Regions from separate parts of the Gasterosteus aculeatus genome. Here region 1 is linked to region 2. The links are chromatin contacts, called in public Hi-C maps. All regions are on one chromosome and are shown on one strand. The core of a region is the stretch at or near the end of the contact, and the rest is flanking DNA. Distances in the headings are between cores, read along the strand shown.

Region 1 (3,741 bases), core at 999-3,498, 34 kb after region 2:
GGTTTTCTACGATCCGGTTTTGAAAAATCTAAAATTCAATAAGCCCAAAAAATAACACCTACACGGCTTCATCCATATTCCTTGTTCATACATATGTAATTTAGTAACACTCACACTAGTCATGCAGTAAATGCTGGTGTCCAGTGTTGTCAAGCATCCATCACCACGGTGAAAGTAATGATGACGTCAGCTGGAGCCGTGCACATGTCAGCCTTTGCCTTTAAGTTAACGTGAACACTCACATCCGGGAGAATGTGCCAACATGACCGCTGACACGAAAGCTTTGGAATCATTAGTCCGGTTATTGACAAGTGTCGGACGTCGTTAGGAACTACAAACGTTTCCCCTCTCCTCTCGGAAACTGTGTGCACTCAGGTTTATGATGTGAATCTAACTATTCAGTGGAGATATTCCCTCACAGGAGGACTAGATTTACGCTGGTATATTTATTCACTGGGTGTATTTATAAATACTTTCTTCGTAGATGTTATGAGCAGGTACCTCCAACACAACAATGACAACTCCATTTCTTTCATGTTTGATGACACAGTCGAGAACAAGCACAGATTTGTCGTAGAACAGAACTTATATAGATGTCAGAAATATTATAGATGTCAGTACTTTATCTGTATATTTAGCTTATTGTTTTGTCTTTTTTTTTACATTAATAAAAAGGAAATGGTTAAATTAAATATTATATATAAAATACTATATTATCATTAGGAACTTTGTCAGTGATGTTTGATATATAATAACTTCAAATCAGCTCAGTGTTGCACATCAGCAGCTTGTGAACCAGACAAACATTTTCCTTCCTCAAATTGCAGTGCCACCTCGGTTTAATTTTGAACTGTGAAAGTAGGCTGATAACTTCATGAAGAAAACCCAAAGCAGAAGAAAATGGGCTCAGTTTGCCATTTGGTTTCTAAATTAAAAATAAGAATAAATGTATAAGAATAAACGTTTTCCTTTTCTGCCGTAAATGCATTTTAAAAAAAGCATCATGAAAACAAATCCATCAACATCTACAAAGACGAAGGCGTTATATGATGACTCATTTTGTTTTGCCCTAACCCAAAGCAAAAGCAACTCGTGTCTGTTGCAAAGGTCAAAGCAAACTCACCCACTTCCTCCCTAACGTGACAACCGACTCACGTTACCGGTATTATTGTGAATATTCGTAACATCACCGTGTACCTGGTGTCATTGTAGGTGACGTCCAGCCACTCGCCGACTTCGGTCTTCACGTAGTTGGAGTTTGGGTACGGCGGCCTCAGCATCCCGCCGGGGTACCACTGCTCGGGACGCACGACGCTCCTCTCGTGTGGATTGCATGCGAACGCGGGGTTGGTGTCCGTGCCGTGCGCGTTCATGCACTGCCTGGAGCCCCAACACTGGGCGTCGTACTTCTCATTCGGGGTGTAAACCCCGGCCCACGGCGCCCCGGCAGACTCGCCGTCCTCGCACTTCACTTTGACGCCGTACTGCGCCGGCTGGTAACCGCCGAACTTGTTCTCCGTGGCTCCTCCGAAGTCCGCCGCACTGTCCGGGTGCTCGTAGATCCGGCACGCGCGCGGCGCGGCGCTCCGGCCGAAGTGCGCAAAGTTGCCCGGCGCGGCCGGCGCGTATTCGCAGGACGAAGCGTGCGCCGCGTCCAGATGCTCGATCTCCTCCGAAGTCACCTCGTCGGCCTCGCACGGCGCGAAGTTGCGCTCGTGCGCAGACGCCCGAGTCGGGGTGCCGACGTGTTGGAGACGCGCGGCCGTCTCGGAACTTTTGAACATCTCAACCAGTTGCTTCTGGCCGTGCAGGGGCCGGTCGTCCCGGTCCGGGTACTTGTACGCGCCACCGGGACAGTTCACATTCATGAACAGATACTCCCCGCGCGTTTGCTCGCTGGCGGCGCAGGGGGGGAAAGCGACGTCCAAGTCGCTCGCGTCGTTGGGCTCCATGGTCAGTCCCAGCGACACGGACACGGCTTTGCAGAGCTCCCTGGCTGTTTCTGAGATTGTGGCGCAGGCGGAAAAAGAGCGACTGTCGCCCACACGGCAGTCAGCGTTTAACAGCTCCTCCTGAGGAGCAGCAGCTGTCTGGCAGCAGGGGTTTTCCATGTCACGGGCTAGCGGACCAACGTGTCCGGAGCCAAAAATGTTCGCGTCCGCATTGTTGCGCTCTTTTAGCGTGTCCGCGCCGTTCCCCGTTGATGTTTGCGCGATGCACTCCCGACTTTCTTCGGTTTTTAGCGCCATGCTGCGAGCGCTCGTAGCGTCGCCCCCTTTTTTTTACCACCCCCTCCCTCCTGTCCGATTACTGCTGCGAGATATCTGTCGGTTAGTTTGGCTAATTTACCCCCCCCCCCCCCCTTTCACCCCACCCGAAAAAAAGTGTTTACTCGGCCAAGAGAGCGAAGTTTGCGGGCCAAAGGTCTCTGCGGCGACTGTCACGCAGAGCGGCTTTTTTTTTTTTTTTTGGTGACGGTCCTTCAGGAAGCGACAAGAGAGACAAACTCCTCCTGAACTGAGATTCACGCAGTCAGAGACGTTCGAATTGGGTTCGATGTGAAGTGAATTCATCGGAGGACTTTTGTAACCTATCTGGCAAACCGCTGGAACCCCCCCCCCCCCCCTCTGGAAGCATGGCGAGCATTGATTCAATGGCACAATTTAACATTTTTAGACGCTGGAGCGTAGTTTGATTATTTAGATGAGGCCAAAATATCGGAAGACATAAACCAAACGTTTGGAGGAAACCCATGAGCATGAGCAGAAAAGACTTTTCACCACACATGTGCCGCATTTGGGCCAGAAAAACGAAGCTCAACAATTTGCTGTTTAGGGTGGACAGATGTGTTTAATTGTGGGGGGGGGGGGGGGGGGTTCCACTTCTGGGAAAATATATATTTTTAAACGATCTCTAAAGGTGCCATCAGCTATATGGGAACATTGCGGCACCTCGTTCCTGCTTCTTCCAGCTCGATCCTGTGGCTTCCCGAGTTGGACGTTTGGCCAGAAAAAAACCTTTTTGTGTGTTTATGGAGCCGTTTGAGAAATCAGATAAAGTGTCCTCATCAGTCCTAATATCTCCCGGGACTACCGCGTGGACATTACCCTTCCTCCCCACGTTCATACCGGTTAGTTTCATTCATAAGAGACACGAGGATGAATTCATTGTCGTGGTTGGCCTCGGGTGGACACTGCAACCCCAAAGTGACACCGGTCCAAACTGAACCTCCCAGCCACGTGACAACAGGCCAACGTACACAAACCCCCCTTTTCATCTCTGCAGTAACAGTGAGACAACAGCGACACCATGAGGCCAGAAGCAGCCGTGCTTTGCCCCTCATGCCCCGGGTAAAATGCCCCGGGTTTCTTCCTATTCCCTTTTTTGTTGTTGCACATTTTGACACAAGACATTGTTAAACAAGACGTTTGAGGAGCGCCATGTTGCTGTGTTGTAAGTCGTGAACTGGAGATCCACGGGACCAGATCGTCGGTGGCTCATTGCCCGCTATCTGCCCCCCTGCTCCTGGCAGCCGACACGCATCTTCGAGCGCATGCTTTCATTTTAATATCAACTACACCCCCGTAAAGTTTGGCTTCCGTATCTTTGACGGTCGGGGACAAAGCTTGTCCAAAGATAGACTCATTAACGCCGGGCACAGAACTCCGAATAGCTTCCATGTGCATTTAAGAAAAGACCGGATAGGATCGCATTCCTGCGCTGACAAAATCACGAGCAGCG
Region 2 (3,993 bases), core at 481-2,980:
CACTTTCCACTGAAACTTCTTATAAGTTAAAAAAAAAACATTTGGCATCAAAGTGTTTCCTCTAAGCGAGAGGACATTCTGGCAATTTTCTTTTCTTAACATAATCATTCAAACATTGGAAAGAAGCTGACTTACTGCCAGTAATTCCTTTCTCTGATAGTAGCTCCGCTCTTCTTGCATGTCAGATTTGGTAGTTTTGAAGCATAGCTTCCATTTGAACCTTTCTTTTTTTTCTCAAGAAACTCTACTAGATTTGGAGAGATTTAGAGTAATTTCTTGCCAAAGCCAAGAAGAGGGATGTAGTAGTTATATCCTCCATCCTAAATCAATACCACGTGAATGCGTGATGGCGATATCTCACTGTCAGCCGCCTGTGACAACAAGAACTCGTCCTTGCAGAGGAGACCTTAAAGAAGCCTCTACTTTCCTGTCTCCAGCTGCTCTGTAGCGATCCCTGAACTCTGGGAGCCAGTAGTGGATTAAGACAATGCTTTGACATGTACACTTCTTTGAGTTGGATGACTTTTAAAGCTTTATTGTTTTTGAACCTGGAATTTTTCCTGTTTTCCATCAGTTAAACAGCCAAACATTTAGTCCTCTCACCCTTTTTTTCTCTCTCCGTTTCCATTGCTATTATTTTAGTGCAGTTTGAATCTCCTTGTAAAGTAAACTTCAACTGGAAAAACTGGGCTAATAGTCTCATAAACTACCCGGGGAACAATTACTATGACGAGCCAAGTTTAATTTTAGTGAAGCAGCTTTTGTGTCCTCCTGCCGTCATCATGTTTCTCTCCTATTTACTCGATGTGGTTATTTATGATGTTGTGGGGCCAGTCTTGGGTTTTCCATATGTTTCCTCAAATTATTTTTTTCTTTCAGATTTATCATTCCCCAATTCACAACCAAGCAGAAAGTAAGTCATTCATTTCCTTCAAGGTCTCATGATGTGAGGTTGAGGTGAGGTGTCTCACTTTACATCCCGCATCATTGAGTGCATATTTATTTGTTCATATTTTAACAATTAGAGGATTTTTCTTAAAAGTTATTCTTTCCTATTAAATACTTTCATCTTGTTTACTTCCACAGTGGAACTGAATGAAGTTGGATTTAAGTTTGTGCGAAAGTGCATCAACTACATTGAAACAAAAGGTAAAGCGGTTTATTCCAGCGGTCTCTGGTTCTGTTGGTTTACTGGCTTTCCCTGAAGGGGGCGCAGTGGAGTCGTATGTTAAACATTGACGCCACGCCTGTAGGCTGTTCTCAGGGAATAAAGGTAGTAATCTGAAACATTGGCCTATTTCAGATTTTACATAAGATTAATCATCTTTATTTCTTAATTTCTTAATAATCTTAATTCCTTTTTTTTTTTTAAGGGCACATTAGTTATTAGAATTTCTTTTATTAAAAGCCATTTCAAATGCATGCTAAAACATAGATGCCCAAAAAGTCAGAACTGGCCCAAAGGACGACGTATGTCTATATTTCCACAGTCACAAAAGGTCGATCCATCCTACAAAAAAAGGAAAAAAATCACTCCGGCCCAAACCACGTAATACGATTCCTGATCTAAGCATGGCCCGTTTTCCTGGTGCAAAGTAAATGGTTAAATGAAGCATGCACAATCACGAAAGAACATCTGTAGCTTCATTTTGGCTGCTGCAACCTCCTGAAGAGAAGCATGTGGTAAATTTCCACTCCTCTGTATTTGTCCAGATTACCCTCCCCTTTTTTCAAATTTCTTTTTTACCTCCCCCTCTCGTCTTTCCAGGAGTCACACAAGAAGGAGTGTACCGAACAGTTGGCAGCAACATCCAAGTGCAGAAGCTATTAAATACCTTCTTTGGTAAGGAAATAAGCCCACGAACACGTTTTACAACTGCCCATTCATTGTGTCTCTCCACTTGGGTTCGTCTTCCCCAATAAAACAAAGCCGGTCCTGCCACTCCGGTGACGGTTGCCTGTGTGAATGTCAAGGAGCCATCATCAGATGTCAGCAGATGTCTCCTTGACACGCAGGGCTCCGACTCTGGACGGCTCGGCTTTAAAGCTGCCATATATATATATATTTTTTTTTATGCAGTCCAATAAAAAGGTGTTGTTCTTAATGGCAAAACCGCAAATAGTTATTTCCCAGCTCTGCTTTTCCTTTCAGCTCAACTTTGCTTCAAACAGTCTTTCAAATCATTTCTTTGATTTTCAACTTGAAACAATACTTTAAATGTGCCGTTTAGACGCTAAAGAGCGGAGTATTTCCCTTACTAGTGGGTGGGTAGTTAAAAAGGGAAATAAATGTTGCTCTTTATCAACTGGGTGCACATACAGGCATCCGTTTGCTAACACATTCAGCCAACTTGAAAGGTTATTAGAATACGTCAGTGATGTTGCACCTAGTTTCTGCTGCCCTTTAAGTGGCCAAGAATAAAGTGTTGCAGGTTTGAATTACGTTTATTTTTACGGAAGATATTTTGCTCCGTAGTAGGAGCACATTAATAACATCAACGCCAAGACCCATTTATTTACAGATTTTCCTACTGTGATGTGGCTTACAACAACCGCAACACATCACATTTCTGTCGTTGCCTATTGCGTAGTGAATGCCTGGCCCCATATTGCTTATTAATTCATTATGGCTAGCTCATGCAGCAACTGGCCATTTACTTTCATCAACTTGAGTACCAATCACAGAAGATCGTCACTGTTGCTCACATGGAATTGAACGTTGTTCGGGCTTGTTTGTATTGATTTGCTCCTTTTTATAGACCCAACGAACCCAGGAAATGTGGATCTGCAGAGCAGCGACTGTGACGTCAAAACCATCACAAGTGCACTAAAGTTTTATCTAAGGTTTGTTTATCTGTGCGCAAAAGCATGTGAGCACGAGACACAACGTTAATTGGTGGAAAGGAATGAACACTGTAGAGCTCCTGATCTGCGGCTGCTTTTGAGTGATATTTTCTTAATCATCATCAGTACAGCTGTTCCGGATTTGGTCAATTAGATAGGCCTTCATTAAAAACAAAAAGCTATAATATTACAATAACAAACAAATCATTGAATGCAGTTCAATTGATCAAGAGTCTCGTATGTAACAAATTCAAAGAATCTTGACTGTTGTGTGTATTTTGGGATCTGGGTGAAAATGCACATAAAAGTTTCCATTAAAATGAAAAGCGCAGCGTAGAGTTTCCTGTTTTTTTGACGTGTTCCGTTATATAACACTGCGGCCTTGCACTTGTTTACGAGCGTGTGTCTTTATCTGCAGGAGCTTGTCTGAACCACTGATGACCTACAGTCTACACAGAGACCTCATGTGTGCTGCAAGTAAGACATGATTTAGATGTTATTCAGCGTCTACAGAGAGCCGTTTTGTTTGCAAGTTTTATGTTGTTTTCTTAAACTCTCCTCTCGGATCCAGAGCTCACGCTGAACACGTGTCACTCAAAAACCGATCCTCTGGATGATGTCACAGGGATTAGGAATGTTCCAACTTGATTATGTGCTAACGACGCAAACTTGTCCTCGCCTGTTTACATACAACAGGGAGACTTTTTTTTCATTCACATTTCATGCAGGCTTTTTTTTTCGTGTTGTACTTAAAGTGCCAAAAGCCTCATGTGTTCTATTTGCAAAGATGAGACAAACCACAGCACGAACACGCTCTTTGTATGTACTTATGCCTAAACGTTTCCCTTCTTGGTTGTTACAATTATGTGACTGAATTTAACCGACTGTTGCCGTCTCATTCATTGAATACACAATGGATGCTCGGGTTAGATTTGACGTGATATTTCCAGTTATTTTGAGCTGTTTATTGTCGACGTACCATGTATGTTGCTTATCTGTACACCATGGATAATCATTGCCTGCATGGCAGGCGCCAACGAGGCGTTGGTAAATGAATGCCTTGCAGGCTTCAGGTTCAGCAGTTTAGCAGGCACCGCTTGATCAGTCTGTAAGCAATAAAAGTCCACTGCTTATTTTAATCTGTCACAC

What was found. Hi-C and Micro-C count contacts between places; a contact is called where the count stands out from the background.
Region 1: a Hi-C map of whole body shows a contact between it and region 2, with 3 times the contacts expected there. The contact joins the promoter of ar here to the enhancer-like site in region 2. A contact is called at or near these places in 5 of 6 Hi-C or Micro-C datasets (blood and trunk muscle, liver, skeletal muscle and 2 more).

What each region holds. Positions count from the first base shown.
Region 1 is chr7:20,671,351-20,675,091 of fGasAcu3.hap1.1, forward strand. ar (androgen receptor) reads right to left here and starts at 2,249. Exons shown (of 8, transcript NM_001267639.1): 1 at 1,198-2,249. The coding sequence starts at 2,249.
Region 2 is chr7:20,638,336-20,642,328 of fGasAcu3.hap1.1, forward strand. ophn1 (oligophrenin 1) reads left to right here. Exons shown (of 24, transcript XM_040180177.2): 12 at 880-913; 13 at 1,087-1,149; 14 at 1,769-1,843; 15 at 2,760-2,844; 16 at 3,263-3,321. Among protein-coding and RNA genes, the nearest start is that of ophn1, 12 kb to the left of the region's middle. Within about 2 kb of position 1,731, at least 2 of the 9 cell types and tissues checked have open chromatin away from gene starts, as enhancers often do.